Regions from separate parts of the Canis lupus genome. Here regions 2 and 3 are each linked to region 1. The links are chromatin contacts, called in public Hi-C maps. All regions are on one chromosome and are shown on one strand. Each heading gives the region's core, a stretch centred on a gene start, on an enhancer-like site or on the middle of the called end of the contact. The rest is flanking DNA. Distances are from core to core; before and after follow the strand shown. Region 1 holds the start of SMNDC1 (survival of motor neuron-related-splicing factor 30). Region 2 holds the start of DUSP5 (dual specificity protein phosphatase 5). Region 3 holds the start of SMC3 (structural maintenance of chromosomes protein 3).

Region 1 (4,139 bases), core at 436-2,935:
TACACACATGTACACACAAGGGAGAGTAGGAGAGGAAATATCCCCCTCCAAATGGTGCTTTGGATTCTAAGTAATAAGATCATTTGAAAAAGAATAGTTTTTCCAAGCAATGTAACTATTAGTGTCCTCTTATACTTACCTGTAAGTCTTTCTTTAATTTTAGCAAATCTTCATTTTCTCCATTTCCAGACAATGCAGCTTCAACTTGCTGGAGTTGAGCTTTGTAGCTTGCCAACTGCTTTGCTAGATCTTCTGACATCTGGGGAAAATAAAAGAGTAAGATCATGAAAACTGAACCAAAAGCACCATAAAAAAAAAATAATAATTTCCCTGTCTGCCTGCCTTCATCCTTACCAGTTTTGCTCCTCAATGTAATTCATTGTTGCAGCTTAACTTATTACCATTACCTTTACTCTTAATTATGAGAAGAGCTGGGAGTCAAACCCAAGCTTCAGGGCAATGGATTCCACAGTTTATAAACACGTCCAATAAATTCCACACAGAAACAGAAAACAAGAGCTAAGACAAAAGGGAGAAGGATAATTTCCAATTTTCTTTAAACTTCTGTAACAGGGAGGACACTCTATTTGGCTCTTTTATGTTTGTTTGTTTGGTGTTACAGCTTTACCAAAAAAAAAAAAAAAAAAAGAAAAAGAAAAGAAAAAAAAAAGCACTAATCTGTTGAAGAGTGGAGACTTGATAAAGTGTTTTTAAGCACTCAATACTACATCCAAAACAAAACAGAAATGGCTTTTGGATTAACTACATAAATAATACTCCCTCCGTGAGATAGGAGTGTGTTTAGAACCTCTCTCCAGAGCAAAAAAATGTTTCACCCGGTCACTTAAATATCGCCGATGCAGCTCCTTCACTAAAGAAACGGCACGAACACGGTCCCGCTTAGGCTTTCTAAGGAGCGTGCCTTTTTCACCCACCGGGCTCATTCTCCTCCGGAAAATACGACACGAGAATCCCTTCTCGGTGCATAAAGCAATCACGCGGGGTTTCCGAGGACCCTTGCCTTCCAGTTCCCGTCCAGCACAGCCTGGAATCTGGAAGGGCTCCAAAGGGGCGAGAGCAAGCCCGCCACAACCGCTCGAGGACTTCAGACCTCCAAATCCAAACACAAGCTCCAGGGAAACCGAAAACACAACCGGAGCGGCCCCCGGCGGCGCCGGAGCCTCCTACCCGCAAGGCGCCCCGCAGGAAGGCTGAGGGCGTCCTCCGGAGGCCTCCCGCGTCCCCACCCCACCCGACCGGCTCCCCGCTTGGCCCCCGTCGCCGCCGCCGCACGCAGCTCCCAGCCCGGCCCAGCCCGGCCCAACCCCGGGTGGGAGGGGGGCCGGGCCCCTGGGATTCTAGCCGGCTGCCCAAGCCTCTCCGGCGCGGCCCGCCCGCTCCCCGGCCTCAGGCCTCTGCTCCGACCCGAGGCCCAGGCCCGGCGAGGCCCTGCTCTCTTCCCTCATCGGCTTCGTTACCTTGGGTGGGGCTGGGGGCAGGGCGCAGGAGAGGGTCGGGGCAAAGGAGCCCAGTGGTGGTGGCGGCGGCGACGGCGGCGGCAGCAGCAGGAAAAAAAAAAAAAATCTCCGCGGCAACAACAAGGCGACTCGGTCTGAAAAGGAAGAACTTGGTCAGCGACGAGGGGGAGGGGAAAAAGCCGGGCACTAGAAGGAGGAAAAGACAGAACGGATCAAGCCTCGCGAGAGGTTAAAAGCCTCGCGAGACGTCACCTCCTCACGTGATTCCCAGCTTTCTCTGCGCCGCCCACCTTTACTCGCGTTAGAGACGCGGAGTGGGCGGAGCTTCGCAGAAAGGAAATGGCGTAGCTTGGCTGCGCCAGGCGCCGGATGTAGGTTTGTCTCATCCTAATTTCTGCTGCGCGTGCAGAGTCCTTGGCTTATTTAGGAGTAGGTACCGGTGCGCCCTTCCTGAAGTTCCCGAGAGGATAATCGCGTGTGCCTTCTTAGACGAGTGGTGCTGGGAGGTGGGAGGGACGGAGTTTAGCGCAGCGTGCATGGTGGCGGTTGGGTCGCAAAGTGTGGTCCCCGCAACCTCCGCATCGTGTCTGGTAACTTATTACGAGCGCGGAGTCTCAGCGCCCGCCCCAGACTTCCTGAATTAGAAATCCGAGGGGTCTCAGCAGCCTGTTTTAACAAGCGCTCCAGGTGATACCAGCGTCCGCTCAAGCCTCAGAGCCATCGCATTATATGATAATAAGGCTCAGTAACAACAAAAAGCTAATTAAGTTGTGGCAGGACCTATTGGAGAGAAGGTTGATTGATTTAAAACCTATTTTGTTTGAACTGACTTGCTTTTAATAGATTACATAGGGGGACGCAAGGGTGGCTCAGCGGCTGGGCGTCTGCCTTCAGCCCAGGGCGTGATCCTGGAGTCCCGGGATCGAGTCCCGCGTCGGGCTCCCGGTGCATGGAGCCTGCTTCTCCCTCTGCCTGTGTCTCTGCCTCTCTCTCTCTCTCTGTCTCTTGAATGAGTAAATAAATAAATAATGTAGGTTAATCTCGCGGGATAGGGGGCAATCTCCCAAGTTCTTGTCTTTTTTTAATAATAGATTTATTTTTTATTGGTGTTCAATTTGCCAACATACAGAATAACACCCAGTGTTCATCCCGTCAAGTGCCCCCCTCAGTGCCCCCCACCCAGTCACCCCACCCCCCGCCCCCCTCCCCTTCCACCACCCCTAGTTCAAGTTCTTGTCTTGAATGGTAAGCAGAGTGATGTATTTTCATTTTTGTTTAAAAAGAAACATGTTTGTAATAATACATATTTTTTCTATACACATAAACCTATCTAGGGATTCGGAGTAGAAGCCAAATGTTATCTTTTTTTTTTTTTTAAGATTTTATTTATTTATTCATGAGAGAGAGGCAGAGACACAGGCAGAGGGAGAAGCAGGCTCCATGCAGGGAGCCCGACGTGGGACTCGCTCCCGGGACTCCAGGATCACGCCCTGCCCCGAAGGCAGGCTCTAAACCGCTGAGCCACCCAGGGGTCCCCTAAGCCAAATGTTTTCACTGATTATCTTTTTCACTTTACCCTTTCTAAATTTTTACCCTTACGTATACTATTTTTTCCAATTAAAAATCCAAGAATCTTGGGAGACAGGCTTTATGAATGCTAGAAAGACCCTCTGGGGGCTGTTGCTGGACCCTTAAGAAAGCCCTCCTCAGATGGGCTTTTTTGGACTGGGACATCTTGCTCTAGCTCCTTCTTGCTTCTTTGAGGGGGCCTTCCCTTTTCTTCTCTACAGACACCTATCCCTTTTACTGAGATATTTAATAGAGATGGAAACTAGGTTTGTGATAACCGGGGTGGCAATTTGGAAGAATTGGAGATGCTGCAGGGGGCAGTAGTGTGTAGCTAGAATTAAGAGGGAAGACCGCTGAGAAAGGATATACTTCCTTAACATAGTGGAAATTGGTTTCAAATATAATGTAGTTTGTAACAATTGCTCTTATTCTAATTCTAATTGTGTATTTGAAGAACTAATGCCGGAAGGATCTTCCTTGAATATAAAGTAAACTTTGCAGTTGTGTAAAAATCTTTAAGAGAACCTTTTTTTTCTTTTCTAAGCTTTACTTAAGTAATCTCTACACACTGTGAGGCTGAACTCATGATCCTGAGATCGAGAACTGCATGTTCTTCTGACTGAGCCAGCCAGGCACCCCTCAAATAAGAGAACTCTAGTGAACCCTCTCCAGATCAGAAAATAGGAGAATATTTATTATAAGCTCCTGTATGAATTTATATATCATCTTGATAGCTTTTGTTTTCAGGATTGCTCTTAGTCTCTCACTATGTACAACATAGCTTATATTTGGTGGGAGAAAAACAATATAGTTTTAATTTTAGTTTTCATAAACAGATAACAGTTGTATGTACCAGGCGCCATTTTAAGCACTTGTACTCATTTGATTTACAGTAGCTCAATATGCTATTAGAGACAAAATTGGAGCAAGTGTGAAGTGACTAAGAGAGATACTTCAAGTAAGTGTTCAGACTTACTACCTCTATTGAAGTGTGAAAATCTACTTTGTGTCTAATTTTTCTGAAAACATTCTCATTCAAATTTGATCATGCTTATTCTTCAAAAAAAGCAGGTATCTAAAACCTCCAGTTCT
Region 2 (4,198 bases), core at 1,178-3,677, 160 kb after region 1:
TGGACCCCTACCCCCACTCTCAAATAAAACATCCATCCTCCACAGTGCTGCCTCACAGAGGTTCCCAAATAAATGTCCCCCCGACCAGGTCACTGTAAGACACCTCATCCAGGGCTACCCCAGCCAGAGGGTAAGATCCAAATGCCTTAAATGACACACAAGGCCCTCTGTCACCTGACCCTGCTTAATTTTCTAATAAATGCCAGAGTGTCTTAGTCTCTCACAAACCTCCAGCACACATCAAGCCAGCATTTTGTTTTTTCTTTACCTCTAGCAGTTTCCTCTGCCTGGAATGCCTTCCTTCCTCCCCCTTCAGTGGCCTGGCTAACTTCAATTCATTCCTTGAAGTTTCCCTCAGCTCTCCTCTCCTGCTCTGGGAGGCCCTCTCAGGTCCCCCCACTCCCCACACCCTGGATGCTATTCCATACGGACTGCAGGACCTTAAAGAGGCCTGTGGCTGTGCCAAGCCTCCTCTCTGGGCTGGGGGCAACCAGTCTTGCTCACTCGGGTGTCCAGCACCCAACATGGAGCTGGGCCATGTGGGTGCTCCATACATGTGTGGCTCTGGGCTGAAACATCTGGTGGTGGATGTTGCTGGTGACACTGGAGGCAGGTGCAAACTGCAGGGAAGGCTGGCAGGAATAACCCCAAAGAGAGACCCCCCCCCCACATCACATCTTCCTTAGGGCTCCAGGGGCAGGGCCAGGACAGTGCTCAGATTGAATGCAGCTGTGACCCAATAACAACTATCTAGCGTCCGGTTTGATTGCATTTGATTTCAGAATTTGATCTCTGCTTCCTTCTAGAAACCTCATTCTCCTGTGTCTAGTAAACAAGCACCTTTTTCGTGGAAGCAGGCTGTTTTGTACTGAGCAGCTCCCTCCCTGCTCCAGCTAATAAAACGAAAATGGTGGGTCTCCAAGCTGGAGAGTAGAGGCAGGTTCCCTCACACCTGTTCCTGCAGCCAGCGGAGCCCTGGCACGAAGCTGGCCCTCAATGAATGCCTGCTGAATGGGTGAACGTGCCCCGTTCACCAAGATTGGGGATGGGAAGCCTGAAGCTGCTGGGGACTGCTGGGGAGCAGACAGCCTGGGATTAGGCTTGATCCACAGATAATCCCCCAAATCCAGAAGCCACCTGGACAGTTGCCTGGACTGAGCTCCGTCAACGGATGCATGTTGACGCTGCAGCCGATTCCGTGATAGATTTTCCAGGGGCCAGAAGACGGCTCCTCAAAAATAAAAAAAAATAAAATATAAAAAACAATTATTCTCATTATTGTTGAAGTGTTACAGAGAAAAAAGGACTGCCCATCCTTTGAGGGCAGAATCCATTTGGGGAGATAAACTGCTGGCTCTTCTCTCCATTTTGACTTTGAGGTTGCCTTTATTTTATTCTTTTTTAAGATTTTATTTATTCATGAGAGACACAGGAGGAGACGCAGGCTCCACGCAGGGAGCCCGACGCGGGACTCGAACCCGGGACCCCAGGATCAGGCCCCGGGCCGAAGGCAGGCGCTGAACCGCTGAGCCACCCGGGGATCCCCGAGGTTACCTTTATTACAGAAAACGTCAAGCACACAGAAACGTGGAGAAAACAGTGTAAGGAGCCCAGCAGACGGTGGCCGTGCCTGCACTCCACCGGTCACCGACGCAAACCCAATCTGGAGTCTTCCATAGCTCATCCCTAGAGGCGAAGCGCGAAGCACGTCGTTCCCGCGTCAGGCCTCGGGGAAGCCCAGGCTCCCGCACCGGCTGCCCCGCGGGCACAGGCGGCGGGGGGGGGGGGGGAGGGGGGGCTGCCCTCGGCCCCGGCTCGCTCCGCGCCCGGCTCGGCCCCCAGCAGCCTCGGCCCCCGCGTCTGGGAGCCTCGGAGGCGGATCGCGCGGCGCCAGGCCCTGCCTCCCCCGCCGCCCCCTCTTCCCGCACAGCGTGGGTCACCTCGGCCTCGCGGCGCTCCTGACAGCGGCGGCGGCCCGGGTGATGCGCGAGTGAGTGTGCCCGCGCCGGCCGCAGGGCCGAGGGAGGCGCCTTCCACTTCCTCCCTCGCCGGCTGACTAAGGGCGCGCCCGCCCCACGCCTCCGGCTCGCTCCCCGGGGCGGGGCCAGACGCCGGGGGCGGGGCGAGGCCCCCTCCGGCCTTATATGGGCAGCCGCGTCACGGGGCGCTCACTCATTCACATAAAACGCGGCGCTGCCGGCGGAATCCCCGGCTTCTGGGGCGGCGAGTGGCCGGGCCGGCTGCCGAGCGTGCGGGGCGGGAAAGAAGAGCCGCGCGGCCGCTCCGGCTCCGGCTCCGGCTCCGGCGCCGGGCTCGGGCGGTCGGTGGAGCGGCCGCAGCCTCGCAGCCTCGCAGCCTCGCAGCCTCGCAGCCTCGCAGCCTCGCGGGCCTCCCGTGCCTCGCCGGCGGGCCCCGGCCGGGGGCACCTGCGGGGCGCGCGGCATGAAGGTCACGTCGCTCGACGGGCGCCAGCTGCGCAAGATGCTCCGCAAGGAGGCGGCGGCGCGCTGCGTGGTGCTCGACTGCCGGCCCTACCTGGCCTTCGCCGCCTCCAGCGTGCGCGGCTCGCTCAACGTCAACCTCAACTCGGTGGTGCTGCGGCGGGCCCGCGGCGGCGCGGTGTCTGCGCGCTACGTGCTGCCCGACGAGGCGGCGCGCGCGCGGCTGCTGCAGGAGGGCGGCGGCGGCGTGGCGGCCGTGGTGGTGCTGGACCAGGGCAGCCGCCACTGGCAGAAGCTGCGCGAGGAGAGCGCCGCGCGCGTCGTGCTCACCTCGCTGCTCGCCTGCCTGCCCGCCGGGCCGCGGGTCTACTTCCTCAAAGGTGAGCGCGTCGGGGCGCCCGGCCCGCGCCCCCGCCCCCGCCCCCGCCCGGCCCGGGGGGTTGGGGGGCTCCCGTGCGCTCCTCGTGCGGCGCGCCCCCCGCCACCCCCGCCACCCCCGCCCCGGGCGTCGCCGCCTCCCGAAGTCCGCACCCGGGGCTGACGTGCGCCGGGGAGGCCGCTGCCCGCGCCAGCCTCGCAGCCTCGCCCTCCCACCCGCGTTCCTCGAAAGCTCCGGGCAGCCGGTCGGCCCGGGGCGGGGGGGGGGGGGTCCCGCGGAGGGGGCCGTCGGCTCGTGCCGCGCGCGCCCAGCCTCGCCGGCTTAGCCGCCCTCGCGGGGGCCGGGGCTCCGAGCCCTGCTCCGGGACTGATCTGGCGGGATCAGCGGGTCGCGCCCCCAACCCCCCGCCCCCGGAGCGTGGCGCCGCGGCGCCCCCTTCCTCCCGCCTGGACGGTTAACGTGTGCTGGGCAGTCTTCGCCGACCCCTCTTGCCTTTTTGACCCTGGCCAGCCCCTCCCCTTCCTTTCCACTGCATTTTACTGCTTTTTATTGTTTTCCTCCGGCCTTCCCGTCTCCCCTCCCAGGTCTTTCTCTAGCTCCATTTGGAACCGACAGCCTTCCCGCTCTTCTTACCCCTTCCCTTAACTGCCCCCCGCCCCCTGGCCCCCAGGTCATCCCCGGGGCCGGCTCCCTGACGGCTGCCAGGGGTTGGGGGGCGGCCGGCCGGGAGCCAGGATTTGGGAGAGGCGTAGCGGGCTGGTGGCCAAAGGGACTCCGTCGCCTTTGGTCTGAGTCGCCCCAGGAGGTGCCCCACCAGTCCGCCCATTACACCTGCTGGAGAGAGGACTTTGACTTCTGACCCTTGTAGTGAGCAGGTGACTTACTTTCAGACTACGGAGCTTTGATTTCTGGATCCCTTCCTATGACTTCTCGCGCCTTGTCTTGAGTTCTTTGTAATCTCCGATGTGTAGAAGACCTAGTCCACAGTGCAGAGATGAGAGTTCAGCCGAGCTGTGCCCCAAGGCCCTGCCAACCCTGTTGCCCACTCCTTGAGATACAGCAGGAATGTGGTTCAGAACTCGGATGCAGTGAGCTGAGGATTAGGGCCCTGTTTTAAAACCATGCAGTTTGGGGAATTTCACACACTCTAGGCCAGGAGATCACACGCGCAGCCCCCACCTCCATTAGCACCTCTTACAGACTGTCCCCTGTTTATTCCTGTTAGGGAGATGACAAGCAGAAGATGGTCATCTTCTCAGCTTGCAGGGGATGGAGAGATGCCCTCCCAGCTCTGCAGAAGTTTTGCACTTAGCCTGGGATTTCTTTCTCTTCCTGATGTGGTTTTTATGTCCTGTTCTTAGTAATGGGTACAGGAAAA
Region 3 (4,015 bases), core at 1,415-3,914, 220 kb after region 1:
TAGGATTGCTAAACAAAAAGACAACAATAACAAATTTTGAAAAGGAGAACTGGAACCTTCACACATTGCTGGTGTGAATATAAAATGGCACAGCCCCTTTGGGTATTAGTTTGGCACTTCTTCAAAAAATTAAATGGACAGTTACCATGTGACCCAGCCTTTCCACATCTGGGGATATACTCAGAAGAATGGAACATATTTCCACACAAAAACTTGAACGTGAATTTTTTTTTTAAAGAATTTATTTATTTATTCATGAGAGAGAGAGGCAGAGACACAGCAGAGGGAGAAGCAGGCTCTATGCGGGGAGCCCAATGTGGAACTTGATCCTGGAATTCCAGGATCACACTCTGAGCCAAAGGCAGATGCTCAACCACTGAGCCACCCAGGTGTCCATTTACCAGTTTTGTGACTGATTTAGGAATAATATTTTAGCATTCTTTTTTCTCTCAATGACCATCTAAATTTAAACCAGATTTGTCATCTTCCTGAGTCTCTCATTAATGAATTAAGTAGAATGTTGACACATGCTTATGTGAGATTGAGTTTTTAAAAAATAAAAACACGAAGATTACCATGGCATAAAGATACACACATAGGGAAGCAAAGTGAAGGTTATTGGCAATTTTTCAGGCAGTTGTTTTTGAATGAGTTTTTCCAATAATGACAATTTCCCCAACATCATCCAGTACAGGGATGAAGATCCTTACTTCCTATGAGGTATAAGGGCTTAATCTTGGCTTTTGGGACTTGATATCTGAAAAGGCTTCCTCCGAAGTTCCCCTAAGCTTCCCCCAAAAAGTTTTGCAATATCTCCTATATATCTATGAAGGAAGTAATAAAAACTTTTGTATTTCTTTTGTGAGTCTCATCTTCCCACAAATGGTATAGTTCTATTTTGCATGGATGAGAATTTTCTAGGTTTTCTCTTAGGTGATTTGGGACCTGACGGTACCAGGAGTCACCAAGAGAAAACTATACTTTGGGATCACGTCTGCTGTGCCAGTTCTATCTCTTGGGGACCATAAGAATTGAATATAAAAGGAGTGATAATGAGATATTTCCTTCCTGATCACTGGACTGGGAGGTACCCATGGAAAATCTGTCCACCCTAAGAATGAAGATAGGTAGGGCACACATTTTTTAAAAAGTCTTTTTTAAGAGGTTTGGAGAAGTAACTTAGAGATAAAATCATTTGTGATCCCTTCCAGGGATGATAAAAGATTGTGAACTGAAAATAGCTTAGAGATAGGGCTTTATTTTGGACTGTCTTAACAATGGAAGGAGTATCAAGAGGAGGATGAGAAACTATGACCTCCAGGGTCTTTATCATATGTGTACTTAGTCCCTGCCCTATACTTCACCTTCACTGTCCTTGGAGTCTTTATTGCTCCAGATACTGTAAACCAGGTTGAATTTTTCTGAAAGGTCTACAGCCTCAGAATTTTTTGAAGCAGGGTCAGAAGCCTGGGTAACAGCATAACCAGGTCCTCTCCCCAGGTCTCATTACAAGATGTCAGCCAGACTGCAATTTCATAGAAGTCTCAGGGGCATACATCTCTATAATTTGAGTAAATAGAATTATTTTATACGTCCCATTTTTAATTCTAAAAATGAAGTGATTTTTATCATCCTTATGTTATGGAATAGGAAATGGAGGCTTTCAACTTTAATTATTAATATGCCTCCAATCCCACAGAAATTGACACTGTAGAGACACTAATCCCAGAGAAATGTTTGAGGGATTTTTTTCTTTTTCTTTTTTTAAACTCCAAGAGCTGCAAAGGATTTGACCTTGCCAGCACCAAGGGTGAAAAGGATGAAGTTAGCAGGTCATTAAAAACAGTTCAATCTAGAAATAATTAGGGCTGGAACAGCTCACAGCAGCGGGAGGGGCAGCAAAGATCGACTGACTTAAGGGGCAGGTAATTTTACAGCGGCCCAGAGATCCAATTTCTAACTAAAGTTTTTTCCTTCCTAAAAGTGATCAGATTAGATCTAAACGGCGCTGCTAGCACCATCTTTCAGGCTGTTAAAGAAAATAAAAAAGCTTTTATTCTTATCTAAATCTTTTTGTTGCAATTGTCCAAATCTGCCTAGATTTTCAGCAGAAGAAAGGAAGAAGTCCAGGCTATTAATTTTCACAGTATTACAACACATTTTCGAGCGACACGTCCCTTCCGGGCTGCGCTGCGAGTGCGCTCCGAGCCGGGGAGGCCATTCTAGGTTCACATAAACCCCCAGAGAGCGCGGAGAGAGACCGGCCGCCGCCCCCGGGTCTCCGAGACCCTGCAGGTTGCAAGAGCCGCGCCGGGTGCGCGTTTTTAAACAGCCCGAGGTCACGTGGCCACCGGCAAGCCCCGCTATTGGCTCTCGGGCTCTCACTCTTGCCTTTGGCGCCGAACCTTTCGCCCCTTGTGGACGCAACCATTGGCTCCGCGCTCGGAGGGAACACGGGCCAACCTCACGCACAAGGCTTTTCCGAACGAAGCTTCCGACTAATTTTCAGGAGAATTTCAGCTACAGACTCAACAATCAAATGAAATCCACTTAGGGACGCCGTGTAAGGCTCCTTTGGACAAAAAGAAAGAGAAGACCAGACCCCGACGCCCCCTACGCTCTGTAGGGGCCGAGAGAATGGTTCCGCCCAAGGCGCGGACTCCGCCTCCACGGGCGCCGCCATTTTGTTTGGCTGGAGCGGGGCGAGCGGCGCCTTGGGGGAGGGGTCTCGTAGGCGTCTCACTGGACCCCACGACCGCGCTGTCGCTTCTCCGGAGGAGTCCTCCCCGGCGAGGGGCGCGGAATCATGTACATAAAGCAGGTGAGGTCCGTGCGTCCCGCCCGCCCCGTCACGGGCCTCGGAGGGCCGCTCCGTGAGGCGGGGGTGTCGCGGGGCGACCGGGGCCTGTCGCCTCCCGCCTCCCGGCAGGGCGGACCCCGAGCTGAACGCGGGCTGCGGGGGAGGGGAGAGGCCCCGCCCCGCGACGCGGGGCCCTGAGAACTGGGGCGCGGGTCTGCAGCGCGGGCCGCCTCGCGGGGCGCTCCCCTGAGGAGGCGGGCGCTCCAGGAGGATTGGAGGGCGGGCGGGCTCGAGGGCGCCGAGCTGGCTGGGGGCCGCGGCGGGGGCGCGTGAAGCGGTGGTCTCCTCGCCTCAGCCCCGCGGCGCTGCTCGGCCGGGGGTGGGGGGGCGGCTCGGGTTGGGGTGTCAGCCTAGCCGCGGGTCTTTGTCCTCGAATTGCGGGAGACGCGAAGGGGACGCCCCCCCTCGCGGAAGGTGTAGCGCCACCTCGTCCACTTGTGTACTTCTGTCAAAATGTGGTCTTCCCGCGCTGCAGTCCACCGCGGAGACGAGCCCTTCACGCTCTTGGAGAAGTTTCTCTGTGGGATGTGTTGGACTCTTAAGCATCCCTTTCTTGGAACGTCTGCTTTTTTTTTTTTTTTTGTTTTTGTTTTTTGGCTAGTGAGTCTGAGGGAAACGCTTTGGATAAGAAAACTGGGGCCAGCCCAGCGCGCCTGCTTGACACAGTTTCCAACAGTGCCAGTGGTTACCAGTAAACCGGCAGGTGTTTTTGTTTTTTGTTTTTTTGTAGGATTTTTAATCCCCACTTTCCAGAATGAGTTTCTCTTACATGAAATTGAAAGTTTTCTATCTTGCATTAGGGGAGAAGCCAGAAAGAGAGAAGTGCCGAGGAGAAACGTTAGTTTAGGAGTTACTTCTTTTAGTATATGTTCCCTGAAAAGTGCCTTTTTTTATTTATCAGGTTATCATCCAGGGTTTTCGGAGTTACAGAGATCAAACAATTGTAGATCCCTTCAGCTCAAAACATAATGTCATTGGTAAGTATCCATGGCTTACAACTTCAGATTTATAGGTGTAGAACCATTTAAATTCTGTCCTTAAAAAAAAAAATTCTGTCCTTTTAGGTTTAAGAAAAGAGGAATTGGCTTGGAGTATGACATAAGTAAATACATGTTTTTTGTATATGACATAACATGTCTATCAGCACTGATGGTT

Evidence for each region. A called contact is a pair of places that touch in the nucleus more often than the background predicts.
Region 2: a contact with region 1 is called in a Hi-C map of blood, with 4 times the contacts expected there. The contact joins the promoter of DUSP5 here to the promoter of SMNDC1 in region 1. A contact is called at or near these places in 2 of 9 Hi-C or Micro-C datasets (both in blood).
Region 3: a Hi-C map of blood shows a contact between it and region 1, with 5 times the contacts expected there. The contact joins the promoter of SMC3 here to the promoter of SMNDC1 in region 1. A contact is called at or near these places in 4 of 9 Hi-C or Micro-C datasets (amygdala and blood).

The regions. Positions count from the first base shown.
Region 1 is chr28:21,896,443-21,900,581 of UU_Cfam_GSD_1.0, forward strand. It overlaps SMNDC1 (survival of motor neuron-related-splicing factor 30), which reads right to left and starts at 1,686. Exons shown (of 6, transcript XM_038578766.1): 1 at 1,479-1,686; 2 at 140-259. The coding sequence starts at 259. LOC102156445 (a long non-coding RNA gene) reads left to right here and starts at 1,415. Exons shown (of 5, transcript XR_005380585.1): 1 at 1,415-1,853.
Region 2 is chr28:22,054,239-22,058,436 of UU_Cfam_GSD_1.0, forward strand. DUSP5 (dual specificity protein phosphatase 5) reads left to right here and starts at 2,428. Exons shown (of 4, transcript XM_038578769.1): 1 at 2,428-2,821. The coding sequence starts at 2,443. LOC102156502 (a long non-coding RNA gene) reads right to left here and starts at 2,055. Exons shown (of 7, transcript XR_005380600.1): 1 at 1,941-2,055; 2 at 1,555-1,686.
Region 3 is chr28:22,111,537-22,115,551 of UU_Cfam_GSD_1.0, forward strand. It overlaps SMC3 (structural maintenance of chromosomes protein 3), which reads left to right and starts at 2,665. Exons shown (of 29, transcript XM_038578770.1): 1 at 2,665-2,821; 2 at 3,762-3,837. The coding sequence starts at 2,807.